Regions from separate parts of the Mus musculus genome. Here regions 2, 3 and 4 are each linked to region 1. Evidence: chromatin contacts called from public Hi-C and HiChIP or PLAC-seq data. All regions are on one chromosome and are shown on one strand. Each heading gives the region's core, a stretch centred on a gene start, on an enhancer-like site or on the middle of the called end of the contact. The rest is flanking DNA. Distances are from core to core; before and after follow the strand shown. Region 1 has its middle 52 kb from the start of Gm35542. Region 2 has its middle 74 kb from the start of Mir8110. Region 3 has its middle 19 kb from the start of Gm26331. Region 4 has its middle 22 kb from the start of Mir8110.

Region 1 (6,943 bases), core at 3,328-5,827:
AGACAGCAATTTTAGGGAGGAAAGATTTCTTTTGAGGTAGAGGAACATCTTATCCTACAAAGGCCAGAAAGCATGGAGCAAGAATCCCTGTAGTCCAGAGCTTTCTCCCTGTCCGATTTAGTTCCACTGACCTCCTCCAGTTTACATCATGGTTCTCCTCTCAGTCAGCTTTTTTTTTTCTCTTACAGCTCTCTAGAAATGAGCTGAGGGGCATACTGGAACTCATCACCTAGGAGCTTCTCAACCCACTCATGTTGACAGTCCACATTACATGTCTCACAAACACTGCCTCCTAATAGCTCTGTGGGAGTAAGGCAAACTTGTCATAGTTAGGGTCTCTATTGCTGCAAATGAAACACCATGACCGAAAAGCAAGTTGGGGAGGAAAGGGTTAATTCGGCTTATACTTCCATACTGCTGTTCATCATTGAAGGAAGTCAGGACAGGAACTCAAACAGGGCAGGAACCTGGAGGCAGGAGCTGATGAAGAGACCATGAAGGAGTGCTGCTAATTGTCTTGCTTCCAAAGGCTTGCTCAGACTGCTTTCTTATAGAACACAGGACCACCAGCCTAGGGATGGAACCACCCAAAATGGGCGTGGTCCTCTCTTAACAACCACTAATTAAGAAAATGCCTTATAATTAGATTTTTTGGAGTCATCTTCTCTACTGAGGTTCCCTCCTTTCAGACAACTCTAGTTTGCATGTCAAGTTGACATAAGACTAGCCAGCACAAATTTCAAGGACAAAAGTTTCAAATTACCTTGCTTTTCACAAGGCTACCAAGGAGAACTTTTCCTCTGTTTCTGCGTATTCCTTGTACTTCTTTCTCCTACTCTTCCTATTCTTTCTGCTTTGACAAGATCTCACTCTGTAGTACAGTCTCTTCTGGAACTTACTGTGCAGCCCAGACTGGTTTTGAACCCATGAGGAATTTTCCTATCTCAACGTCTTGAGTGTTGGGATAACAGGTTTGAGGCTACACTTCTAGACACTCCCTCTTTTTAATGAGGATACCTGTCTAATTGGATTAAGCCTTTCCTGGTTTGGTTAGGAATTATCCCCACAGATGACTTGCTTATTGAAAGTTCATTTAGCTGGTGGAGCTGAAGGCTGAGGAAACCAAGAGGGCTCTGCCTTTATCATCTGACTAATGCCTCGATGGATTGATGATATGATTGGTTATGAGGAGGTGGTGAGCAGTAGAAGGTGGGTGCTGACTATGAGGTAGATCCCTGGGGGAGTGCCCTGGAAGAATGCACCTTACCCAACTCAACCCCTTTCCTCTAATTGTTCTCCCTAGCTTCCTGGCTGCTGAGAGTTGAGCCGCTTCACTCCCTCATGCCCTTCAGCTGTGTTGGTCAGTTCCTCACAGTTTAGGAACAGAAGAGATTACCCCATGGACTGGAACCACTAAGACCTTGAGAAGGAAAGTCCTCTTAATTCGTTTCCTTGCTAGGAACAAATTAAGAAAAAACAGGAAGGGAAAGTTTGATGAAAACAGAGCTCAGGCCTGTAACCTCTTACCTTTCATTGTGGTCTTTGCAGTGTTTTTTGGTTAAGACATTTTTTTTTCACAGCAACAGAAATGAAACCTGTTGGTATCAGGATCTCCGAACCCAGTGACATCACACCTAGGCTATAGGGCCTCCCGCACACTTGTTGCCAAGGCAACAGCCACCATATTCTCAGAATCCACTTGGCTCACCTCCTTCCTTTACCTGTGGCTATGTCACTATCCATATAAAAGGAAGACCCCTTTGATTATTTGATCTCTGTCTCTCTGTTCCCCCTTCTCTTTTCACAGCCACCTTTGCCCGTCTCTCCTTCAGTAAACCTCACTTGGAACTGTTTGGCCTGGTGTGGTCTTTCTGGACAAACAACAAAACCAGAACAATAAATTTATCTTAAAAGAAAATTTAGATCATTAGCAAGAAATAAAGACGGTCTTGCTATTTATAAACTGCAACCACAAACTAAATCAAGGGATAAAAAGTTTTGCTAAATTTTCCTCCCCTGTGATTTGACAAAAAGGCTTGCTCTTGCTGTATGCCAGACAACCTGGGCACTTTACAAAAACATAATCTTGTAATTTTTTTTCCACGACCTTCAAAGAGTTAACTTGTTTCTCTTGTTTATAGAGGAACAAATGAAAGCCCAGAGAAAGAAACTGCTGTTTGCTTTCCACCCTGGGAAGAGGGACTGAGGTGCATATTTTACATATCAAAGCAGACTTGGCCTCCAGGTTCTCCCAGCATCCCTCAGTCCCCTACCTTGCACACCCCACACCCAACCTTAAACTTTCCAGCCAAGGTTCTAGGCTGCCCTTCCCCTAGAGGCTCTTCCATATAATCCAGATATTTTGCTCTCTCTCCCTCTCCTTTTACTCCTCTTCCTCTCTCTCCCTTGCCCCCCCTCTTTCTTCCTCTCTTTGTGCACACCCTTTCTTTCTGTTTCCACTTCCCCCGCTTCTCTTTCCCCGTGGTGACTTCCCTGGCCTCCACTCTTGGAGCCAGTGAACCCTCTGGAGAGCAGCTTCCCAATTCCCCTGCCTTTATCTAACCTAGCCTGTATTGATTTGGCTCATTTCATAGGCAGAGAAATCACCTATCACTTGCTTCTATAACTTTTAATGATCAAATCATATATTACATCTATAGAGCCAATGGTAAAGTCCTAGTTATCTCTCAGTCCATATTCTCAGCATGAAAATCCCAAACTCATGTCAAATAAAAACAAAGCTATTTCTGATTCCAAGCGTCAAGAGTTTGGCCAACACTGAGATCCAGGCTCCGGGACTTCAAAGCCCCACGTGTCCACAGTGGTTTTGTTGGAGAGGATTGCATTGGATGGGTGGACACACGGGCCAGGACCACTTCAGGGACTTGATTCTTCCTTGTGGGCCTCCTAGGAACACTTTGCAATTAGATGTCCTTTCCTATCAGGTAGCAGGAGGCAGAGGGATGGGGAAGTGTTAATTTAAGGGGCGTGGTGGGAGCTTCTGGAACCTAGGAGCCAAGAAAGCCAAGTTCATGGGAAGTGAAGTCAGCTCCAAGTGTCTAAACCCACATACGGTTTTATCTTGGTCATACATGCAAAAATGTTTTCATTGTGTCTTTGGCGATTTGCTTATGCCAATATCACTCAGCTAATAAAGATATATCATTATACATGACATTTAAACATAAAATATTCCCTTTCTTCCTTGTGGCTCTAAGTTTACACCAGAAGACAAGAAGAGGGGACTTTCTCTGTGTTCAGTTAGCTCAGCTGTGTGTCAGGCTGTCCTGACAGTCCGGTAGAAAACAGACAAGGTTACCAAGGCCATGCCCAACCGACCCTCAGCCCTTAAACCAGAGTAAGAAAAGCAGGCCAGGGACGGTTTTGGAGGTCCAGCCAGCTAGTGGTCTGGGTGGCTGACCCCTGAGCCATGCTTGGCTTTGCCACCGTCCCCAAGGTTGTGTTGGAGATTCGCCCTGGCATTCACTGGGCCATTTGTGCCCTCCCAGCACAGCTAGTGGCTCTTACAGTCAGCAGGGGACTAGGCCCTGGCAGCCATGGCTTTAAAAGTAGCTTTGTTCAAATGAGTCTCTCCCAGAGGCAGTCTTTGAGCCTGGTGCCCACAAATTTCCAGACCCGGGAGAAACGCTGGCGGGATTAAGCTCCTCGGGGGTTGGGAGCTGGGGGTGGGGTGTGTTTATATTTTCTTCGCATCCCTTTGGGATGGGGGAACGGACAGGGAGGAGGAAGGGCCGAGGAGGGAGAATCTTCATTTATATGCTAATAGTTGCCCGCACCCAGGCTAAACTGAGAGAACTATTTCATGGGAAACTGACAATTTTTGTCAGCCAGGCTGCGCCTTCACATCTCAATGGGCCAATAATCTTGATTAGCAAAACAATTGGGGGCCTTGGGTTCTCGCTCAGGTTACACTGGGCCAGTTTGAGCATAGCTGGGGCCTGGGAGATGGAACTCATTGTCCCGAGCCAGGAGTTTAGGCAAATGAAGGGGACCACTGTGCTGGGGGAGGGAGGTAATGGACAAAAGGGGTTAATTTGATTGACCGAATCTTCATCGTTTTATAACAATCATTTACTTAGCAAGTAATTCGAAAGAAACCAGTGGCGCCGACAGGAAATTAGAGGCTGTATCTGTGTACCCCAGATGTGTGGGAATTTGAGCTGCCTCCTCCTGCCACTTAGCTAACCCGTGGGGGAGAACGGGGAAAAAAATCGCAACCCCTTGGGGCCCTAATTACCACATGCAGAATAAGTCCTTATCTAAAAATACACACACACACACACACACACACACACACACACACACACACACACACACACACACACACACACACACACACACGTTCAACACCTACAAAGAGTCACTGCGGGCCACGGCCAGCACCTTCTTTCGCTGAGAATTGGCTTTTGGTTTTCATTATTAGTTCACAGATTGCTAATTGATGCTGGACGAGGTGCTGGCGTCGCCCTTCGAGGAACTCCTAAGCCTCAGAGAGCAGCCGAGGCGCGATTTTCGGTGCGACCCACTGGCCTTCTTTCGTGCTTGTGTGTACGCGGTCGGAAGGGCTGTTTCTGTCCCTGCACTCGGGGAGGATTTCGTCCCCACCAGCAGGAAGGGACCGCCCTCAGGCTGCGTCTGCGACTAAACTGCAGTTCAACACTGAAGGATTAATTTATTGGAAACTATCTTTTGAAATACTGATGAACTGACTACAAGTGACCATAATAGTACAGAGAGGTCCCGTGGACCCGTCGCGGAGCCGCACGTTCTCAGAGACCGGAGATTTGGTTGCACTTTCCAGCTGATCCGCGACCTCACTGCGAGTCAACCTTTTTAAATGCTACTGGGTACAGTGTGTGTGTGTGTGTGTGTGTGTGTGTGTGTGTGTGTGTGTGTGTGTGTGTGTGTGTGTGTGTACCATGAAATTTCAGAGCTGGGAAGGTGGCGGTGACAATGATGGTGTCCGTGTGAGTGTGTGGGGGCTCATCCCACCCACTCCCCTCCTGTCCTGCCCACCCTCACTGCAATCTCCTGACTCAGAACCATAATGCCCTCAGCAGCTATCACAACCTACCTCCCTAACAGGAAACTCATCATTTCTTTAAATATTTTGGTCCCTTCTCCTCTGAAAGAGGAGACACATCTTTAGTGGTTCAGATTAAGTCAGGCTAACACAGTGGTCCTGCCTTCAAATTACGCCACACTCCCCCACCCCTCGAGTTTTCAAACTCCCTAGTGACAGAATGGATCCAAATTCTGTTTCTGGAAATGAGATTGTTACTACTTTAGGTTAAAATGATCTGCACAGATTCGTGTTTTGAACACATGGTACCCAGCTGGCCTTGCTCTTTCACAAAGTTCTGGAAACTTTGGCTATTTGGTCACACTTTGGATATTTAGGAGGACTGGTTGGGTGAATAGGTCACTAGGGTTGTTTAGGCCACTTCCTGACTACTCTCTCAGCTCCCCGGTCCACGGAGATGAACAGTAGTCCTTGCTAGATCATCAGAGAGAGGCAGAAAAGGCAGGATCGAATCTGACCTTTTGAAAAGGCAGGACCATGTTTATTAGGGTCATCTCAGATCACCAAGCAGGCAGATGAGTCAACCCCAGCATGCATGGGAATGAGAGAAATTTCCCACAGAAAGCTGTTTGCAACCTTTACAGGGGAGAAAAAGACTCTGGTACCATACAAGGGACACTGGGAAGTGCAATCTTTGAGCAGGAAGCTAGCTTTCTGCCTTTCATGTCCTTTAATCCACTAGTCTTTTAATCTAATAGTACTCTGTGCCTGGGACCAAGCACACATGAGTTGAGCCCTCTGGAACCCTGAGTGCAAATCAGCCTCTCTTTCCTTAAGTTCTCACAGCCATAACAACGGAAACAGAACAGAACGGGGGGACTCGGGCACCAGAATTATTTTGTAAGTAACTACCTCAGCAAAGTGGCACCTGGAGACTGCCCCAGAACCCTCAGAATGTTGAAGATGCACCCACTCCACTTAGGATAAAATACAGCAGCATCCAGTTAAATTTAACTTAGGGACTAACAATCATAGTAGCCTTTTGCTTTATGTGTATTTCAACTCCTGTCTGACACACATTTATGTTAATAATGATTGAAATTCAAGTTTCAATCAATCAATCAATGAATCAAATTGAAATTCAAACACAAGTGTCCTATCCTTATGTTTGCAAAGTCTGGCATGTTGACATACACATAAGATGTTTCTCTCCATGCCGAATTCTTCCTAAAAAAGTTCCAAAGCCTTAGCCAGTGGATAAATTGAAGTTGGACACTTTCTGAGCCTGGCTTCAGTGACTGTCCCCTCAGATTTGGCCACCATCTTGCTTCATATTCTTTCTTCCTTGTTCCTAGCTCCAGCTACTCCTAGTGTTAGAAAATCAGGGAGGTAAGGGTAATATCAGCAACAGATGTGGCCAGAGCCTGTGACCTCTGACTTTTCCTTGGTTGGTTAATACTGTGTTGTCATGTTTCCCTTCTTCACAGTAGGGCACGTGTCTTGGCTGCTCAGTGTGATTCTTAATGCGGAAGAAGATGTCCAGAGGTTTGTGAATTAACCTAGCAACAGACAGAGTAACAAGAGGAAAGCACCCACGATTGATTGACATAGTGAGAACATGTACACAGATCTGAATGTCGAGATCCAAGTGATGCTTAGAAATGCACCTAATGTACAGGGGCATAGGGAGGGGGAGCAAAAGGCAAAGGAGCCTGTGGAAGAACAGCTGGTGGGATGACAGGCTGATGTCTGTCTGCTTGCAGGAGCAGCTTTTCTTCTCTGAGAAGTCATGTTTACAGCTGTTGCAGAGAATTGAATACCTCTATGAATTCTCCTCATTGGAATTGCAGCGTCTCCCCTATCTCCCGAATGAGAGTCTGCTGGATAGCTAGAACCTCA
Region 2 (6,943 bases), core at 1,152-3,651, 320 kb before region 1:
TAAAGTATGATACTTGAGGCTGGCCTTTGGGTTCTACACATGTACACACACACACACACCAAAAGTTACAGTCCCTATTCTGTATTTAAAATATATACAGTTAATAAGGACAGTACTGTGTTAGTAAGAGATGCTGTCCAGGCAGACTTCTCTTTTCTTCTTCTCATGTGCCCTTATGGTCTCTACTTAAACCTCTGTTGTATGTAACAAAGAAAGGCAACAGATGTGTTTGGATAAAGGATAGAGGTAGAGACACAAATGGACCTGTGAATCCTGTCCACAGGCCACCACAGCTGTCACCATCCGTCCCACGCCTCTGCATGGAGAATTTGATCTTTTGAGCTGTGAGTCTGGCAGTCTTGTGGCTTTTCCACCATTGGTGGTAAGGCTTCTTACAGTAGCGTGGTCACTTGGTGTCTCCTCAGTGAGCCCAGGACTGTGAGGAGTCTGAGGGACCCTGAATTCCCTTCTACATTTACCCAGCAGAGACCACCACCAGAGTCCCGGCCATGAACTTCAGCTGCTTTGGCAGGACCTGCACTTATGTCTCTGCTCTGCAGGAATGAGGGCCCTCAGGACTCTTAATTTGTGGGAGGCAGGAGTTACTGTGTGAGCAAACTGGACGTTCTGATGTCTCCCTGGTAGCCAGACAGTAGATGTGCTGTGAAGGTTTGTCTCTAGCAACCAGACAGTGGTTGTGCTGTGCAGGTTTGTCGAGTGAAAGAATGAGCGACTGAGTGAACAGTGTTGCTTTCCCTGGGTGACTCACTTCTGAGGTTCCTTTTTATCTCTGGGTTCCTGCAGGCCTGGCTGGGCCCTGCTGAAGGGCCTCGGATCATGCCTTCCTCCTACAAGCAGATGCTCTTTGACCTAGAGCAGAGTTTCAAGCTCTAGAGAGCTTCTAATCTCCTAATCTGTCACAGCGAGGGCCACCAGGCCCCTGCTCCAGCCAAGTCTCCGCCCAGCTCTGTCTCACCTGGGCTGACCCCTACATTGCCCACTCTCTTTCCTCTGGAGTCAAAAATCCCTCTGAAGGCCCTTCCTGGCTAGAGCTGTGGCTCGCGTGGGAGCTCACTCCCCATCTTGCTGACACCCACACTCTGTTGATCCCTCAAAGATCCAGTCCCGCAAAGGAATCCTCGACTTTCGAAAACTATAGATTGATCAAAAATTATAAACAGATTGAATTGACCCCAGGGAACAGAGCTAGTGTCTGCCCCATTGATACGCCAATGTTACAATGGTTGCTGACTGATTGGCAACCAGGAATTCCCAGAACTGTTTTCAGGGTAGTTGGGGCTGGAGGGAGGCACGGCTTCAAAGAGACTTTGCACATCTTGCCCTATCAAAAATAACAGATCACGGAAGCGTAACCTCTCCCCAGAGCAGATACGCATTTGCAAGGCAGCGAAACTACATAATTACAGACATAACGCGCTAAAAATAGGCCCTGTGCCCGCACAGGCAGCCAGAGCGTGGCACCCGAGCACAGCACTGCCACGTGTGGCTGTATTAATAGGGGCTGTGGCACCGTCCCAGGTGACAGATGAGGTGACTCGAAGGATTACAGCCACGGAGCACAGAGATCACGGAAACGTCCTGTTGCCCAGTGCCTGCTAAGGACTTGAGGACAGGACAGGGCAGAGGGAGCTGGTGCTCCACAGCTCAGTTACAACTGGAGCGAACTGTGATTGTGGGTCTCAGGACAGCTAGGACGACGGCTGGGGGATGGATGAGGTTCCCCAGACAATCACTGCACAATGTGTTGAAGGGTTTTACCCTGCCTCAAAAATATGCACACTAATTATGTGTCAATTAGAGATAGGCAAGAAGCTGAAGCTCAGAGAGGTTAAACAACTCTCCCAGAGCCACACAGCTAGAGAGGCAGTCTGAACTGAAGACTGACCTCAAAGGAAATTTTCTTGCCCGCCGCATCCCCAGTTGATTTACTAAGTCCGCCATTTCCTCTTGACTTCTCATCATGGCTAACCAGGGAAGGAAGGAGAGAGCCTTCTAGAACATCTTCAGGGCACAGCTGCCTTGATTATTATTTCATAACCTCTTTCCCAGCTGGTCCAAGCCAGCCCCTCAGCTCTGTTTCTAGTAGGCCAGAGGCTCCCACCCGAGGGGCAGAGAGCTGCCCAGGCCTGTAAGCCTTAGGTCAGTGCTGCTCTAATGAGGAGCCTGTGCTCCGCCATCTGCCTCAGGTGCGCCAGGCACTGATGGTGGGCTGACAAGAGCAGAGCTCTCAGCGCCTCCTGAAGCAGCTGGCTTTTGTGGAATGGATGCCGGGAACTGACTTAGGTCAGTAAATGGCAGGACAGATTCTAAGACTCGGGCCACTGGGCTCCAGGGTTGATACTCTCTCTCCTTGCCTGACTCACTGGCCACCTCCCCAGCCAATGAGGAGTCTCCAGTATACAAGAGACGCTTTCGGCAATTGACTTTTCGCCACAGGCCCTCTTCCTCCTGCGTAAGCTCCCACACCCTAACACCTGACACTTGCCCTATACCCCCCCACCCCCAGCCTCCCAGATCCAGAGCCAGAGACATATATCTCAGTTTCTTCCTGGAAGCTCCACAGCAGACAAGGAGCAGGTCAGCTTTCTTCTGGCCCTGAGCTATACCCCAGAACCTTCCTTAAGCCTGGTAGCTTGAAGAGTCTCAAGCTCCCAAATTTTCCTGTTTCCCTGGTAAATTTAAGGTCCTCTCAGCACAACTAGGGTCATTCGGGAAGAAGGACCCTCCATTGAGAAAGTGTGTCCATAAGATTTGCCTCTTGGCGAGTCTACAGCATTTCCGTAATTAGCGATTGATGCGGAAGGCTCGTTGCAGACAGTGCCGGGTGCCACGTCACATAAGAAAGCAAGCTGAGCAAGCCACGAGGAGCAAGTCAGTAAGCAGTGTTCCTCCATGGCCTCCGTTCCACCTCCCTTACCTTTGTAGCGTGTAATTATAAAAGTCAATCCATGCTATGGCCGGCTAGGCAACGGCAACGGCAACGGCGGTCTTCCCACACCCAAGGAAAGCCCCAAGCCGCGGCGGTCTGCCCAGGTTCCTGCGGTTAGCTGCCGTTTCCAAGCCAAAATGGGGATAGCCATGGGCGCGGAGAGACCGCCGTTGCCGGTGCCTCGCCAGCCATAGTGTGGATTGATTTTTATAACTGCACACTACAACCTTGAGTTCCTGTCTTGATTTCCTTGAATAAAGGACCGTGATATAGAAATGTCAGGGAAATTAATCCTTTCCTCCCCAAAGGAGGAGGTTACCATGGTGTTTTCTTAGCGCAATAGAAACCTCAACTAAGCTGCGCGGTGGCGCACGCCTTTAATCCCAGCACTTGGGAGGCAGAGGCAGGCGATTTCTGAGTTCCAGGACAGCCAGGGCTAACACAGAGAAACCCTGTCTCGAAAAACCAAAAAGAAAGAGAGAGAGAGAGAAAGAGAGAGAGAGAGAGAGAGAGAGAGAGAGAGAGAGAGAGAGAGAGAGAGAGAGAGAGACCTTAACTAAGATGCTGATCAAAGCTGGGAGTGCTTTCTTTCCTGGGTACACAGAAAACAGAAGGCGGTAGTGAATGAAGGGTGAGACCACGGTGGCTGACCAGGCTTGGATCTCAAAGCTCTGACGTAACAGTCAGACAAACGCTTTCTTCCACACTACACAGGTCACACACTTGCCTGGCTTTGTTTCAAAACGCATGCAAGGCAGGGTATGACGGCACACACTTGTGATTCCAGTGAGTCCAGCGCGGACAACATAGAACCTATCTCAAAATAACAAGACAAAACCTTATTTTTTTTTCCTCAAAAAAGAAAGCCAACATCTACCAAGGCCAAGTCAGAAAGCTCTCTAGTCCCCCACCAGCAAATGAGGGAGAGGGGGATGCTGGGTTCCTTGAGAGGAGGCTCCTCTGATGCCCAGACGCAAGGGCCAAAGATGGCGAAGCTAATACGCAGGGGGAGAGGGCAACAGAACAGGAAGTCAGCCCGGAGCCTGGCCATCCATCCCAGCATGCCTTCTCCCTCAGAAGCAGGGAGGGCGTGGTGGGAGCCCGATACTCACAGGCTCCAGTGTACCTTGACTCAAGCCACCTGGTCCCGCAGCGTGTCTTCTTTAGTCATATGTTTATTTTTAATCTGACATTCCCAGGGTGAGTAATTCGTATTTTTGAAATTTGCTCTCATGTTGGTTGTGGTGAAATATGCATGTAGCTACAGTCACCAATTTTAAGTGCACTATTCTCGTCTCGTTGCTTGGCAACTATACCACCGGCCACACAGTTCTCTGTGTGTGTTTGCCTGTGTGCACGTGTTCATGGGTCCGCACCTAGGTGAGAATCGTGTAGTGGTCAGAAGACAACCTCATGAGTTGCTTCCTGGGGAACAGTCACCTTTTTATTGAGACAGGCATCTCAAACTCAGTTCCCCACACTCACAAGGAAAGTGCTTCACTGATAAGAGACAACTTTCTAACACCCCCCCCCCCCAATTGGAACTCTGTCCCCATAAGAGAATGGCCTATTCTTTCTCTTCCTGCCCCGGGCAACCAGCATTGTGCCTCTCATCTGTGTGTGTCAGACCATTCTAGGTATCACAGGTAAGTGGGCTCCTAAAAGATTTGTCCTTTTGTGAATGGTTTGTTTAATTTAGCGTGTTGCCTTTAATGTTGATGCGAGTTACCACAAATGGCAGCATTGCCCGTTTCAAAGAGCTGAAGGATACTCCATCATGTGGCCACACCCTTGGGCAGAGACCCTGGCCTTCACTTTTGTGAGTGGCGTGGCGCTGCTACAGCTACAATTAGTTAGGGTTGTTTTGGTTTGGTTTGGTTTGGTTTTTTTGTTTTGTTTTGTTTATTGAGTGGTTGTGTTGGGAGGCAGGGGGCTATAAAAGCTCAGAGACTGGAATAACTTGTCAGGTAAGGTTGCTCCTGAGTGACCAGGTGATTCTGAACCAATGTGACCTCCCCTTGGCTCCTCTCTATTCTTTTGAATAAATATAAAGTTATAATCTGGTGAACTTAGAAATCAATTGCTTTGGCTGAATAGTTCTGGAGGTTGGGAAGTCTGTAAGTATGGTGTGGGCATCTGGTGAGGGTCTTATATTGCATCCTAATGTGGCGGTGGCAGAGAATATTTCATGGAAGGGGAAGCAAACATGCTCACCAAGTCTCTCTTACTCTCCTCGTGAGGCCACCGGTGCCATCTGTGATAGTCTCTATATGCTTGGCCCAGGAAGTGACACTATTATAGGGTGTGGCCTTCTTGGAGTAGGTATGTCACTGTGGGTATGAGCTTAAGACCCTCATCCTAGCTGCCTGGAAGTCATTATTTTGCTAACAGTCTTCAGATAAAGATGTAGAACTCTCAGTTCCTCCTGCACCAAGCCTGTCTGGACACTGCCATGTTCTTGCCTTGATGATAATGGACTGAACCTTGGAACCTGTAAGCCAGCCCCAATTAAATGCTGTCCTTATAAGAGTTGCCTTGATCATGGTGTCTGTTCACAGCTGTAAAACCCTAAGGCACCATCACAGGTGTCCCACCTCTACAGTCTGTCCCAGCTACCTCCCACCAAAGGCCCCTCTCCAAACACCATCCACAACTGAGCTCAGGGAAAGCCTGCCAATTGTTTCCAACACGTGGACTTTGCAGGACAAAGCCAAACACACAAAGGCAAATTGGGCTCATTCTAAGAACAGAGACAGGCAATAAACCAAGCAAGCCACACCTTTGTCCCGTAGATCCCTGGGCTAGAACCTTCTCTATTACATAAGCTTATGACTGAGAGAGGCAGATGTATTTTTCTTTCCCTGGGGCCTAATTTCCAGAAACTCTGCCTCAAGGTCCAAGACTTCCAAAGAGCCTATCCTGACACTTAGTAGGTGTGACCCTGGACACCCACATCAGGAGCCTTGGGCTGCAGTCTTCCCCTGGCAATCCAGCCACAATGGCTCGCTCTCTCTCCCCTTGCCTTGCTCGGCTCTCTAGTCAGGATGACGCAGGAGTCTGGCTAACTTCCTGCAGATGCAGTAGGTTAAACCAGAGCATGCTTCTAGAAATATCCCATGGATCCCAAAGTGTTCTGAAGACATCCTCAGGCCAGAGTCGGCCTGAAGAGGCTGAAGTCTTTCTAGCCTTTGACAACAGAGCATCCCAGGAGGAGATCAAGGCTCGCCTGCCTGCCTGACGGGGAAGCCACTGTCAAGGCCGACATGGCGAGGGCAAAGACTAGAGCCACGCTGTACACAGGGCACAGGGCAGATGACAACCTCACCCCGGGTAGTGCCTGTCATCTCATCCCCAGACCCCTGTGGGGAAGAGGCTCCCTGCTCTGCCTCTTGGCATCCACTGGGGAGGAACACAGAGCCTGAGTAGCATGTCCTGTCATCAAGCCCTGAATTTTCCATTCCAGCCATTAAAAGAGAATTTTGCTTGAAAAATGATTAATAATTGTGAATCCATACAGCAAGTTATACATTAACAATTGCGGGGCCCCATAGACAAGAACAAAAGAAGCTTCATTACCACGTGCCATTCATCAAAGCTCGAACAAGAATGGCATTACTTATGCACCTTTGCCTTCCAGCCCCGAACAATAGGCCACTTCCTAGGACTTTGTGTGACCTAATAACAACCCCAAAAATGAATATGTCCACCTGCAAGGAAAAACATTACCCTGTACTTACAATGGCCTACTGAGCTACAAGGAGGAAATCTTTTTAAAATTCCCTCTGGGGTTGCAGTGACCAGGAGGGCAACCGTTAGCACCAAGCCTCAAGGGAAGTGGCCATATGATGTTCTTGCTTGGAGTAAGCCTGTGGTGGTTCCAAAAACAACACCCTGAAATAGATGGGCCAGTGTGCCAGGAAACACCACTCCTCGGAGGCTAATGTCCTCCACAGCATGCTGGCTGGGTGAGTGAGTGATTTACATGCCGGCCCC
Region 3 (6,943 bases), core at 2,254-4,753, 300 kb after region 1:
ATTGAGTGGCTTTCAAGAGAGAAGATTATGCTCAAAGCCAGATACAAAGACAAACAAATTTAGCATAACAATTATCATAATTGCAGAAACATTCTGTCGCAAAATAAGCAAAGCTGATTAAGAGCCCTTCTACGTTATCAAATATTAATCTGGTGTCTACAGTCTAACCTGGTTGAACCTAAGAGGCTTCTTATGGTCTTACGTATTCACAGGCTTCCAGAAGCTGAACGGAGACAAGCTAATAGCATGAGACAGCCCAGCCAGGATGGTAAAAGGATCTTTGCTGAATGTAATCCACTTAAATTGAAAGTAGTAACAGATAAGATCATAAACCTGAAATCAGAATTAAAACATATCCTGCCAGTGAGATGTTTTTGCGTAATTCCAACCACATGGTCACTCTGAACCATGTTGCGAAAAAGTATTATTCCTATGCTTTGCATTAAAAAAAAGAAAAACAAGGTCAATATCTTTATGGTCAGTCATCACAATGAAAGGCACAGCCACCCGAACCTTTCCTCCCAGGCTTTCCTGATACCCACACAATGCTGGAAGCTGTAACACTCCCGCTAAGCCGGAGAGTTAATTTTATTTGTAATTTTCAGCGGCTTTTAGTTTAATTGCACAATTTCCTCAATTATTAAAGTTCACCCTGCGTACTTAAGTTCATTAGCCATTGTCAAATGGGCAAATTACTTTGCAATTTTAATATTTGTTGGACAAAGCTACACTAATAGAATCATTCTCCAGACTCAGCCTTCACTTTGCGGCAGCTCGCAGTGCAGCTGCAATAGGTGCCAGGAACTCCATCCCCTTTCCCTCTTTCTTTAGGACTGTCTCCTCCTGCTCCTGACTTTATCCACACCGGTAGACTTTCCTGTCTGTTCCTCTCTGTTTCCAGAGTTGGGGAGCCCAGGAGGCCAACAGTAGCATTGATAACATTGGAGTGGCCATAAATATGTCTGAAAAACTATCTAGGTGGTCAAGTTCTCAGACATGAGCAACTTGCATAAGTAACATATAGTCATGTGTGTGCATCAACCTATAGAAACAAAATTGGACTTCTCAATAATCAATAAATTGAGGTTTCAGTCGCTAACATTTAGATCACTGCATCTATGCTAACATATCATACATGTGTATATATATGTATGTGTATATATATATGCATGTTTAAATTTTTCCATAGTCTAAGTGCTGGCAAGACTCTCTCTGTGACACTCTTTCTCACACACATACACATACACACATTCACAGCTCACTATACTACACTGAGCTACTCGATATATGTGTGCACAGGCTCTGCTTACATATACATGCTTACACTTGTAACCAAAACACCACTTTCTTCCAGCTTCACCCCTTGCATTTCTGAGCCCCCGCCCCGTGCCCCGGCACAGATCTCATTTGATTAATGATGGTAGGTTTGCTCCCTGGCAGTGCCACCCCACCCTCTAGGGATGCCGATTGTTGAAATGTACCAGTATCAGGAACCTAAAAACATGTGTCCCCACCTGCTGCCGACTGTGTGCCCTGTGCATAGGGACTCAACTCCAAAATATCTGGGTACCAAGACTTCCAACCCTAGAGGACAAAACCCTGCCAGCGTGGTTTATCTTCCCAATAATTAGGCTTGTGTTTCTGCTTTATTAACTCCAATACAACAGCCCCCTGCCCTCTGTCACCAAGGAGACTAATAGATGACAGTCACTCTGATTTGGAAGCCGTACAAATTAAATGACTGAAGTGAGAGGAAGCGAAGTTAAGACAAATGGTATCAAGATAAGGCAGTCCATCATTTACATAGGAGTTTTTCTAACATTAAGAGGGTGTGGGGGGCGGGGCTTCATTTTCCATGCATCAGTGTTAAAACAAACCATCCCAGCGTCCCCATTCAAGCTCAATGACAGGGAATTCCCAAATGTTTCTAGGAGTAACTGATGGCCTATGTCTAAAACCAGGATCGCCTTCCCGTCTCCCAAACACCCATTCTTTTTATTTTATTCTTTTTTTTTTTTAACTTTTCTCAAGAAGAGCCTTCTTCAGTTTTCTGTGCATGAATCCACGAGCTGGCCGTTCTTGCACAGCTAGTCAACAAGTCTAAATCCTTATCATCCCTGGGGCAGATTTGTGATGCATTCTTAACCTCGTGTTTTCCCTTTCTGGGGGTTTGTCCCAGGGGAGGCATCCTCACACACCTTGTGGACAATTAACGTTACCCAGAGAAAGAAAAACAAAATCAAAATATTGGAGGGGCTGGTGGGCATCCAGCCATGCCAGTTCCCACCATTCTTCTGCGGAGCTGTAGCTGTGTTCAGTGGTCGGATCTGAGAAGCCACGTTAGCTCTTGGCTGCGTAGCTGCCGGGTCTGGCGCAAGCTGATGAGATGTGATTATCTCCATGCAGAAATACCAGGGTGGTTGGGAGATAATTTGAAATGAAGTTAAAAATGAAACGGCACTAAAGCTTTTCTCCCTTGTGTCAAAACAACCACATCTTCTCCATTCCTTCCTTCTTCCCCCTTTCACTTTGACGACACTGGTTCACACTGGGGGTGGAGACACGCCTTCTTGCAAACTGTAATCCTTGGCTAATTTTAAATTTCAGATGATTCTGTTTGAAAGACAGCTCTAAGTTTCTATCAAAAAAAAAAATCAGCTTCCGGAGATCACAGATAGAGGTTGCCATGCTGGCTTTACTGAGTAAGCCTTAGACACTGCTATGACTCACAGACTCGAAGTTTCATTTTTCTATACTAACACTATTCGGGTATGAATAGCATGCCTTGATAATAAATGACATTCGGTTGCAAATGTCTTTGAACTTTAGCTTAAAAGAAGTGAAAACAGATTTAAATACATTTCAAATGTTAAACACTATATTTATTGAATCATTGCAAATGGAGTTACCGCGTCAAGTGACAGGTTTTTTTTAAAGCTATGTAAATGTTTCTTTCTTTAAATAGATGTATTTTAGTGCGAGGTATATGTCTAGGCACTGTCTAAGCTTGCAGCAATAATTCTCGATTTACAAAATCAGCAGTGAGGGTTGGGAATTCAGCTCAGTGGTAGAGTGCTTTCCTAGCAAGCACAGGGGCCTGGGTTCTGTCCTCAGCTGGGGGGAGGTGGGGGGGGGCGACAAAATAACAAAATCAACAGCGAATCTTGCAGTGAGAAAGAGTCCATTGCAATCATTAATATTATCCCTCTCTGTGCACACATGCAGTAATCAGATCCCTCGATGAAAACTTTTTAAAATTCTAAAGTTTGATTTCAGGCTTTGCCTTGTGTGTGAGTGTGTGTGTGTGTGTGTGTGTGTGTGTGTGTGTGTGTGTGTGTGTGTGTGTGTAAAGTAGCTGAGTTCTTCTGCAAGCTTCAAAAGTTCCAGCCACATTGTTGAAAACGAAGTTTGAAGTTATTCTGAACAGGGTTGTACAGCTCTTGTGTTCACTGCAGAGTTGGGGGTGGGTGGGGGTGGGGGTCATAAAAGCCGAATTCACTGAGGGCAGAGGGAAAGTCTTTAGAACTCTGTCCGCCCCAGCGCCATCAGTCAGTTAAGAGGAGTATCTGCAGGGTGCCCCCCTCTTCCCTTTCTGCAGTGCTAGGGATGTTTATGTGGATAGAAAGGGATGACAATTAGTTATATTTATCCATTCTGGGTCCATTTAATCCCCACTGTTTTCACTCCCATCAAATCCATTATCCCAAACAACGCTGCGTATGTCTTGATGGAGTTGCATGCAGACTGGCCTTGTTTACTCCGAGAAGACGAATTTTATGGCAACATTAAATACATAGTGAAACCTCACCAACGCAGGCCCTTGGCAGAGGGAAGTCATCCTTGTGGCTCCTCCTATCTGCCTTACCCCATTGCAGTTTGACTTGGTCCTTAAACTCTGGACCTTTCTCCCCCACGTCCCTACATTTTCTCCACAAGTTTTTTATTTATGGTCATTGAGTCCATGTGTTTCCAGAGGTCACAAAAAGCAACCCCATCTTCAAGCAGCCAAAGTCTTCTCTCTCTCTCTCTCTCTGAAAATGGCTTGATATTGATATTACTCCTAACAATTCAGGCTTTCTTTTTTAAGCCCAGTTTTTAAAAAAGAAAATAAAAGAGAAGAAGAGAAGGAGGGGATAAAAATGTAATAATAATAATAATAATAATAATAATAATAATAATAATAATAATAAAAGGAAGAAGAGGCAGAAGGGAGGAGGGGGAGGAGGACTCCCTTGTTTGTTTAGAAAGAAAATCTTAGGTGATCTTACTTACTTTCTTTTCTTTCAGCACTTCTTTGTCTCCCAAAGCGTGTTGCCTGCTACTATGGAAGCTGCAGAAGTGATTTGATCAGAAAATGCAGACCTGTGCTAGCTGACAACCACACAGTAAGGGTGAGGACATCATATGTGTTTGAAACTCCTGGTTTCACTAGGAAGAAAAAACACACTGTATGGCAAACTTTATTATTTAGGCCTTAACACACAGCCAGGACGAGTGGCTCAGACTAAAGGAAATCACTGCTTAATTCCACAAACATTGTTGCAGCCCAGGAATGGCACACACACACACACACACACACACACACACACACACACACACACACACACACACACACACACACACACACACACACACACACACACTCAAAACTTTGAGAGGTCCCCTCCATGAGTGCCATCCAAGCACACCAGTATCAAAACGTGCGGCGCAGCGCCATCTGCTGGCAGCAGGTGCGTCACCTAAATCGCCCCGGTCGCAGAGGGCTATACTAGGTAAAGTGTAAAGGGCTCAGAACCTTTTTCCGCTTGGGGTTCGGGCTGCTGGCCAGCCCTGTTTGCACAAAACCATAAAGAGTAGGCAAGCGACACTGTGTAGAGAGAAAACTGCGCAGGAGAAGCCGTTTCTCAAGGCCTGTTCAGTGTGTAAACCGGGGAAGATGGATAGGTTTGTAAAAGGTCCCCAGAGATCTTGGCCCAGGTTTCTAGCATTCAAGAAGTAGGATTTCTTTGTGTACAAACACAGGGGTACCTTTCCCCTTTCGTTCTGTCAGTCAGCAAGGTATCCGCAGGCCTGTCTTCACATCGTACTGTGTGCTCCGGAGAAGCTGAGCAGTTCCCAGAGATAGCATTGGGACCTAGGCCATTGCTTTCTTGTTGGCTTTAAAGGGGAAAGGGGACACCAGGCTGCCTTTATTCATCAGGTCCACGAACTCCCGGTGTTCCATCCCAAGGGCGGAATCTGAGATAGACTCAGCACTCATAACTGGACTATGTGGACCAGCAGACAGGCCATTTAAGGAAGACCCAACTCCCACCCCCGAAGTGACTGTGAATAGCACCTTATCCACAATGGCTCTTTAAGACCCTCATGCGGGCACGAATCTTAGCAGTTTCTTCTTGTCCAACTCTCTCCCACCTCACCCCAGGCACACAAAGCAGGCTTAGAAGCAAGGGCAGGCACAGCTCCATTCCCACCTTCCATGGGCCGCTTGCTCCTAGCCTGCTTGGGGTTTCTCTGGGCCTCATAGAAGACAAGCTGGTGGAGGGGGTGGGGGTGGAGGTGGGGGTGGGAGCTGGAGTGACTAATCTCCCCAGTTACTCTCCCTTTCCCCTCTCCCCAAACTGTTAGATTTTTAGAAAGGAATGCAGGACTTTAAGCCTATGTTTACCGGGATTAAACAAGCCAAGCAAGCAAATTTGAATTGCCCATAAGAAGCAAAGGTGTTTTGTTGCCACAAAATGTCCCTCCTTTCTGTTTTTCTCCCTCCCTCCCTTCTTCGTTCCCTTCCCTCTCTTTACCTCCCTCCTCCTTTCTTCCCTTTCTCTTTCCCTCTCTATGCTCCTCTCTTCCACCCATCTTTCCTCAGTACATCTCTCTCTCTCTCTCTCCCTCTCTTCCCTCTTTCCCTCTCTCCTCCCCCTCACTCACTCCTTGTTTGTTTCCTCCTCTTGTCTCCCTCCCTCTCTTATCTTTGTTTACCTTTTGCTTCTTTCCTTCCTCTGCTCCCTCCTCCTTCCCTCCATCTCTCTTCCTCCCTCCCTTTCTTCCTCACTCCCTCTCTTGCTTTCTCCTTTGTTTTTGTTTTTTCTCACCTCAGTGCTCTGTCAGGGCCCTCTAGGACAAGTCTTTAGATGGGAACTGAAGTTGACAGAGACAAAGTAATTTGCCCTGCTACGCAGTGAGGTCAAGGCAGCAGAGGCAGAAATTAGGTTTCTAAATTCAGTCTGGGGCTTGGTCACCTTTATTACCCCTTCTGCTCCAGGACAGCCCACAAGGTAGGGAACCCAGTGATGGAGCCGCCCGGCCTTACAGAGTCATCCCGGGGACCAAGACCCATCAAGTAAAATGGCACTCACTGGTAAGTACCCCTCTAGTCACCTGTAAGCAACCTCACCATTGTGAATTGTCACATGGCAAACCCTCGTCTTTTTTGGAAGAGCCCCAAACTTTTCCTTTCTGTGACCATTGTTCCAGTTTAAAGGTTTGTCTTTTTGTGTGATGCAAGTGTTTAGAGCCACTTGATAGACAAACCCTATGAGACTGCAGCTTTCAGATGCAGCAGGGATCACAGTTTTTTTTTTTTTAACCTGCTCCTTTTCTTTGGTTGAAAAGAATAGGAGAGCCTTTGGTTGGGAGCCATGCCTGAGCCTTCGGGATGTGGCACTAAAGACCCAGCCCATTATTCTGGAACTTCTTCTTGCTATGACCCATTTAGGCCCAGAGGCAGTGGTCTGGCTCAAGTACCAGGACACTGACCCTGCTTCTCAGGAGCTCTCCCATCAGCCATTGTAATCTTGCAGACATCAGTGCTGTGGGCTAAGCTGGCCTTTCCCTCATCAGCACCATTTACTCTCCTTCTTTAGTATGTGTATTTTAAATACAAATGTGATTTCAGTGCCCACTGCTTTGGGCAACCGAGGCTGCTTGACTACTGTCCCTGATG
Region 4 (6,943 bases), core at 3,311-5,810, 270 kb before region 1:
TACCATACCATGTTCCATGACATCTGCCACTGTCTGTGTCTCCATGGGCCTGTCTTCTCCATTACTGCCTCCTGCTACCTCCCTCTCTTGCCCTCATGCCTTATCCCTCCAAGCTCGTTCGCTCACCCTTCAGGGGTCCTCTCTCAGCATCACCTCTACTGTGAAGTTTTTCTTGTCAGCTCACATCTTGAGGCTCAAACCGACCCCACTCTGCTGAGCCCCGGGCCACTGTGCTTTTGGCTTTATTGAAAGGCGTCACATTTGAGTGTTTGTCTCTCACCCGGGATTCCCAACTTCTTCGTGTGCTCAGTGGTCAGCCCAGGGATCATGGTGGAGGAGGTTCTCAAGAAACACAAGACAAATTCGTGAGTGATCTCCTGAACAATGTACCTACGTGGCTTCGGCTCCCTCTCCACCCACTTTGAGGTCTTTCTCCTGTCTCTGGGCCTTCAGCACTACCTCGTGAGGACAAGTGAGTTTATCTTTAAGTCTCGTGCTGTCTTAGAGGCTTTGGTGTCCCTGTGACAAAATGCCCGAGAGACATGACAAGGCAGGAAAGATTTCTGTTGCTTCATGATCTTAGTTGCAATCTACCAGGGCAGGGGAGGCAGGGGCCAGTGGCTCAGTCTATGGATTCTGAATCACAGACTGTTTATATTATGGCCGACGGGAAGCAGAGAGGGTGACCTACTCCCATCAACTAGACCCTACCTCCAAAAATGTCCCCAGCCTCCCCCGCTGGGGAACAAGCTCTCAAAACAGGAACAGGTTGGGAACACTCTGGTTCAAACCAAACAGTGTTCCTTCCAGGAGGTCACCCTTATTCCTGTTCTCTGGGCAAACAGCAGCTTCCAGAGGAGACTCATCTTCAGGGGCACCAGCAGAGCACCTCCAAGCCCCTGGGACTCCACCAGTTCTATCTTGTCCCTTCCTCGGGCCGCCCCATTTTACTACTCTTAGGCCTCCCGCATCAGCCATGTGCGGTGCACCAGATACAGTTATATATACGGAGGTAAGAAATGTCTATTTTAGTCTCCAGAAAAATCACATGATTTTGCTTAAGTTCAATTTTAAAACATGGAATATGACTGAACTTAATGTTAGTACTTAGGAAAAATGTTCACAGTAATTATAGATGAGGATACATATATGCAATTTATTTCAAATTTAGTAATACAAAAAAAAATTCTGGATCCAAACGTAACTATTTATAACTTGGCCAGGAGAACTCTGAGAATCCCAGTTATTTCCCCAGAATAGGTTATTCTTCATGTATCTTATTTAAGCAATAATGCATGACAGAGCTTGAATTATGGCATATTAATTCTCACCTAGTGTGCTATTAGGCTAACGCTGACGGCCGAAGCTGTCAGTGCAACTAGGCATGAATTAATATCTAATAATTCCCCTGCTGAAATGTCTTATTGAGATTATTTTATTAGGAAAGGTTAGTTCTTTGGAAAGATTTCTGTATGCTAGTGGAGAAAGTGCTTGGCCTGGGTGAAGTCATTTCTGAGACTTCTGGCAACCCCGCATACTACCTTCAGTGACATACACACGTTGCCTTTGGGAAGCGTCTTGAGCTGAGTGCAGCAGAGGCCGCCAGGAACAGGGGATGAGCCCGTCCTTGGCCTTAGCTTCAGCTGAGGCACAGTGGTAGAGTTACTGCATAGAATACACACAAAGCCACTTGTTCCTTCCCTAGCATTGAAGAGAGAAGAAAAACAGTAAGCGGGAACTCAGCTTTGCAATCACGAGCACAGCACAGCCTGGTGCAAATGGGAAAAGCAAGATGCCCGCCATGCTTTCAGCATCAGCAAGGATGCCACTGTGGTGTAGCAAGATCAGGATTCAAACCCTGACTCTACCACTTACTAAGAGCACAGCGGGGAGGCCCAAGGAACCACATGCAGGGAACTTTAGGCAACCCCCTGCCTCACAGGCCTGGTGGAACACATGAGCTTCAATCATCTATAGTTCTGGATTCTCTCTCCCCACCCAAATACTCCTCCATTAAAACCCTCCTCCTCCCTCTGTCCCTCTCTTTATTTCCTTTCTCCTTCACCGCCTCCCTGCCCTCCTCTGCTGTGGCCAGACTCCATATCCTGTGGGTGCAGGACAAGCCCTCTTTCTTTGAATGGCATTCTCACCCTGCTCCCGTGCTTCCTACTTACACTGATATAGCATGAGGTCCCCACAGAAGCCAAGAAGGTACCAGTCCCATGCTTTTAAGCTTCTATGGAGGTAAACACAAACCTCTATTTTCTAAACAACACCCTTTCTCAGGGGTTCTGGGAGAGCAACAGCAGTGTGGCTCTCTCAGATCCTCCTCCGGGCATGCTTCTTCAATTTGAGAGCTTCAGGTTAGCCATTTGTTTATTCCGTTGCTGATGAAACTGGGTGTTCAAACGAACCTGCAGAAAGCAAACTCAGGCACATGAGAGCATGTTTCTCTGCTATGAATGTAATAATTCAAAATATTAGTAGGTCAAAAGATGGATCCATCCCTCTGAGCTACAAGCCTTGTTTAGAAATTGCTGTGTGACCTTGAGTGAGAGTCTTTCCCTCTCTGGGCTTTAGCTTCCTTATCAGTCAGAAGAATGGCAAGCCATCTTGCTTAGGGCCATCCATTTGTGATGAATCTGTAAAATGCATAAGTCAATCGTACCTAGTGGTGACTGGAAACTACCCTCGTCCTGAGGCTCACCTCTCCAGGCCTACAGCAGCGGGTGTTTCCAGATGTGCTAACCAGAGTCCGCAAGCTGCCCAAATCATCTGGTACACCATCTCCCACTAGATCCGCCTCGGGATGCCTTGCTACAGTGTCCACCTTACATAGTTACTCACCGAGCCCTCCCGACAAAGCGCATTTTCTGGTTTAAATCATATGGTGCTAGCTTCCTACACCAAGTGAGGGAAGGCTGGGGAGTGATCTTTGGAGCCCAGGAAATCTTTCTGTTTCTCCCACAGTTGGAAAGGCTCATAGGAGCTGAACAAGGGAGGTCTCTGTGTGTCACACAACTCAGGCCCTCTGCCCACGAATAGAAAATGGCTGGTAGGTGCTGTGGCCCAAGAGCGAACTGCACCTCTTCTCTTTGGTCTTCGCAGTTTGAGAAGTTATAATTGTCATTTGAAGGCACTCAAGAGAGCTGTGGGGAGGGGACAGCCATGGTGAAGGCTGGGAGCAGGCTTCTGCCTGAACACAGTCCAGAGGGCCTCCGGGCTCCCTGTGGTGAGTTTCCCTGGAGTCTGTATCAGGGACTGGTGATCTCCAACAAGTACTTGAGGCCCTGTCATCTGGAGACTCCTCTCAGTCCTGGGTTCCCAGGGGACTTCTGCTGTGACTCAGAAGTTACCAGTCTGTGTTTACTTTCCTCAGTAAACAATGAGGGAATCCACTGTCCTTCAGGAAGTCTGGGGGCCAGCAGGAATCGGAGCTTTATCCATCCTTGTTCTGGCTCCACAGGAAGCTGCCTTGAGCCAGGACAAGGTTAAAGCCAGCCACCTAAATGTCCTCTTAACCCCAGGGACTCCATCTTCACCTGGGTGACAGGATTCAGTTTGGTTCTAGCCTTAGACATGTGCTCTGTAACACAGTCCAGAACTCAGATGTGGGTACAACTTGACTTGCAAAGTGAGAGGCCAGGACTTGCTGTGTGGCAGAGGAGGCTGCTGCTCTTTAACCACAGCACAAGCCGTTTGCTGCCTAGCCAGAACAGCCTCCTTCCCAGGCGCACCTGCTCAAAGCTTTCTGACTTTCTGTGACCGAGGAGAATGAAGTTGGAGAACCCACTGTACAGATGGGATTGTTGAGGCCAGAGAATTGAACGACAAGGGAAAGACAGGACTATGGACTCTATACTTCTGGAAGTTTGGGAACCAGGAAGTTGGCCTCATGCATTTGCAATGCACAGACACTGAAGTGCTTCCGATGAGCCAGATGTCCAGGAGTCTCTTCAGGACAACACCATGGTCCACACCATCGCTCAGGACCTCAAAAGAAGACACACCTGGATGTTGATACATTTAGCACACGGGCATCGACAAATGTACTTTTAAAAAGTCTTCCCTAGGGGCTCTATGAGAGATGGCTCTATGGTTAAAAGCACAGGCTGCTCTTCTAGAGGACCCCGGGTCAGTTCCCAGCACCCACATAACAGCTCACAACTGTCTGTAACTCCAATTCCAGGGGTCCGGACACACAGACATACAGGCAAAACACCAATGCATATAAAATAAAAAATAAATCATTTTAAAAGTCTTTCCTTTGACCCAGCATTTTTTTTTTCTGGTAGTGTTTTTTTGCTTTGTTAAAATTCCTTGCCCATTCACTTATGCCTAATCTAAGGCTAGCCCAAATCATCCCAAAGGGAAGTGGCTATGGCTTACCACCTGTCAGTCTAACCTAACAAGAAGGTACTTTGTAGATTAGTCTGGACCTGAGCTTTGTCCTTGCCTTCAAATGGGGAATGTCAATGTCTCCTTTTTTCCTGTCAGCAGTGACTGGGGCTTCCTTCCCTGCCTGAGCCACCTTGGTGGTATGTGTCCCCTCCTGTAAACAGCTGGGCCCTCCTTGGCAGCTGCTGCCGCCGATTAGTAAATTACAAGGTCAAGATTAAGAAAGGAATGGCTAAAGAATAAAACCTTTAGTCAGGCAACTTGAAGTCAGGCTGGTACAATGAACACCTGTTGAGAAAGCCCATTATTAGGAACTGGGGCTCGGAGCGGAAAGAGCACTGTGAATTAATTTTGAACGCCTCGCAGAATTTTGCATAACAAATGATCTCCGATGGGGGTGTCCAGGGACTTGAGCTTGGGGGAGGGGGAGGACAGATTTCATTTCTAGCAAGGTAACATAAGCCTGGCTAGGACATTAAAATCTACCATTGACGGCCCTTGTCTGTATCCCTCTGTTTGGAGCAGATTGTGCGTGCTAAGGTTACCGTGTATTATGCTTCTGGGGAAAAAAGAGTAACAATTGATATCAAAATCTTTTCAAAGAAGTTGAGAAAGCATGAGGTCAGAGACTCGTGACTCCCAGATTGTTAAATCATTTATTTATGTCTGTGTCTGTGTAAATGGAGATTGGGGGATATGTTTTGTGTTTTAAGCAGCCTGTGTTTTATTTTTCAGACACACACTACCTTTTTTGTAAGACAGGAAGAGTGTAATAGATTTGTTAAAAATGGATTCGCTTGCTGTTAGATGACCTTTGTACTTTGTAATGTCATCAGGACTGAGAACTAAAAGTTAGGCATTACTAGTGCTGAGGTGCTGGGGAGTTGACTGTGGGGGTGGGGTGCTGGAGGCACTGACTATTAAGCAGTTTCTTTCTTTCCTGAAAAGAAAGAGACTTCAACTAAAAGACATGGCATCCCTACCTGTCTGCCAAGCCCCCCCCTCCCCCCCGATTAAATCTAAAAGCAGGCATCCCATCTGCTTGCCCAAATGAAGAGTGTAATATTCTACTAACTACTTTCTATTATCGCTCAACTTAAAGGTTTCTTGGGAAAATGATCCTCAATTCATTTGAAGTTTGTCTGCCACACAAAAGGAAGCTCCGGAAAGCTCAGTGCTGTGCAGTGAAGACACAGCACACCAGCTGACTCTGAGCTGTGTTCTCAACACCTGACAGTTAATATCACAGGAATGTTCATAGCGGTAGACTCCCATTTTTTCGTGAGTCAGAAAACCTAGAAATATCCCAAGGAGAAGGGACAACTAAGAACATAAGCAAAATTAAATTAAAACTACTGTGAATTTCCATCTCACCTCAGCCTAAATGGCTACCATTATTTAAAAAAAAATAGCAAATGCTTTTGAGGGAAAATGGGGTGGGGTTGGTGGACCCTTATACAGTACTGGTGCCACTGTTAATTGGTACAGTCACTGTGGAAATCAGTACAAAGGATCCTTTAAAAAAACGTAAAGCCGGGCGTGGTGGCGCACGCCTTTAATCCCAGCTCTCGGGAGGCAGAGGCAGGTGGATTTCTGAGTTCGAGGCCAACCTGGTCTACAAAGTGAGTTCCAGGACAGCCAGGGCTACACAGAGAAACCCTGTCTCGAAAAAGAAAAAACAAAACAAACAAACAAACAAACAAAAAACGTAAAAGGAAGCCTGTAGTGGTGGCTCAAGCCTTTAATCCCAGCACTTGAGAGGCAGAGGCAGGCAGGTTTCTTGGTTCGAGGCCAGCCTGGTTTACAGACTGAGTTCCAGGACAGCCAGGGCTATACAGAGAAACCCTGTCTGAAAAAAAAACCAAACCAAACCAAACCCCCAAAAGTGAAAGGAGAACTGTTAGATGACCAGAGACATAGCGGGAGGAGTCTAAGTCACTGTTCCATTGAGACATGTGTACATCTTGTATGGAGCTGCTTTATTCTCAACAGCCAAGATATGGAATCAGCCTAGGTACCATCGACAGATGAAGGGACAAAGAAAGTGTGATGAACAATGAACAAGAGATTCCCCCCCCCAATAATAAAGAACAAAACTATATGATCTGCAAGAAAGTAGATGGCCCTGGAGGTCACTGTGCTAAGGGAAGAAAGCCAGACTCACGGACTAGTATTATCTACTTTCTCTTATAGTCAGAAACTAGATTTTTTTAAAAGACATTAAGTAGGAAGAAGGTTCTTTGGGAAGAGTAAGAGGACCACTGTGGGATGGAGGCAAAGGACATGATATATGGATGTGAAATGTCACAATGAAACCCAGTCTTTTGCATAATGAATATGTGCCAATAAAAAGTAATGCATCTAAAAAGGCTATAAGCAAAGTCTTGTTTTCTTTTTTCTCCTGTGAGTGGGGGTGTTGAAAATCACTGTGTTGGGCTGTTTGACAGTGTACCCCCCACTAACTTCTCTTTACTGAATGAGTCATATCTTTATCCCCCTGGAAACGTGTTGCAGTTTAGCCGCTAAAATGTGTGCATATCACACA

What was found. Hi-C and Micro-C count contacts between places; a contact is called where the count stands out from the background. HiChIP or PLAC-seq counts read pairs in DNA pulled down with a chosen protein or histone mark.
Region 2: a contact with region 1 is called in an H3K27ac HiChIP or PLAC-seq map of embryonic stem cells, with 3 times the contacts expected there. The contact joins two enhancer-like sites. A contact is called at or near these places in 1 of 39 promoter capture datasets (liver), 16 of 484 Hi-C or Micro-C datasets (the G1E-ER4 cell line, embryonic stem cells and liver), 10 of 115 datasets of contacts at active chromatin or transcription factors (all in embryonic stem cells) and 3 of 9 other capture datasets (embryonic stem cells, embryonic tail and embryonic trunk).
Region 3: a contact with region 1 is called in a Hi-C map of uterus, with 6 times the contacts expected there. The contact joins two enhancer-like sites. A contact is called at or near these places in 7 of 484 Hi-C or Micro-C datasets (embryonic stem cells, liver, nephron progenitors and 1 more), 6 of 115 datasets of contacts at active chromatin or transcription factors (embryonic basal ganglia, embryonic hindbrain, embryonic limb bud and 2 more) and 1 of 9 other capture datasets (embryonic tail).
Region 4: a contact with region 1 is called in an H3K27ac HiChIP or PLAC-seq map of embryonic stem cells, with 2.8 times the contacts expected there. The contact joins two enhancer-like sites. A contact is called at or near these places in 2 of 484 Hi-C or Micro-C datasets (both in liver), 5 of 115 datasets of contacts at active chromatin or transcription factors (embryonic stem cells and stem cell-derived neural progenitor cells) and 3 of 9 other capture datasets (embryonic stem cells, embryonic tail and embryonic trunk).

The regions. Positions count from the first base shown.
Region 1 is chr8:89,267,969-89,274,911 of GRCm38.p6, forward strand. No RefSeq gene overlaps it. Among named protein-coding and RNA genes, the nearest start is that of Gm35542, 52 kb to the left of the region's middle. RefSeq lists an enhancer at 2,697-5,514. Within about 2 kb of position 4,578, at least 53 of the 459 cell types and tissues checked have an H3K27ac peak or open chromatin away from gene starts, as enhancers often do. A contact at or near this core is called in embryonic stem cells, liver, microglia and 1 more, where this site is marked.
Region 2 is chr8:88,947,705-88,954,647 of GRCm38.p6, forward strand. No RefSeq gene overlaps it. Among named protein-coding and RNA genes, the nearest start is that of Mir8110, 74 kb to the right of the region's middle. Within about 2 kb of position 2,402, at least 28 of the 459 cell types and tissues checked have an H3K27ac peak or open chromatin away from gene starts, as enhancers often do. A contact at or near this core is called in embryonic stem cells, where this site is marked.
Region 3 is chr8:89,567,293-89,574,235 of GRCm38.p6, forward strand. No RefSeq gene overlaps it. Among named protein-coding and RNA genes, the nearest start is that of Gm26331, 19 kb to the right of the region's middle. Within about 2 kb of position 3,504, at least 21 of the 459 cell types and tissues checked have an H3K27ac peak or open chromatin away from gene starts, as enhancers often do. A contact at or near this core is called in microglia and uterus, where this site is marked.
Region 4 is chr8:88,998,976-89,005,918 of GRCm38.p6, forward strand. No RefSeq gene overlaps it. Among named protein-coding and RNA genes, the nearest start is that of Mir8110, 22 kb to the right of the region's middle. RefSeq lists a cis regulatory region at 1-6,943. Within about 2 kb of position 4,561, at least 29 of the 459 cell types and tissues checked have an H3K27ac peak or open chromatin away from gene starts, as enhancers often do. A contact at or near this core is called in embryonic stem cells and liver, where this site is marked.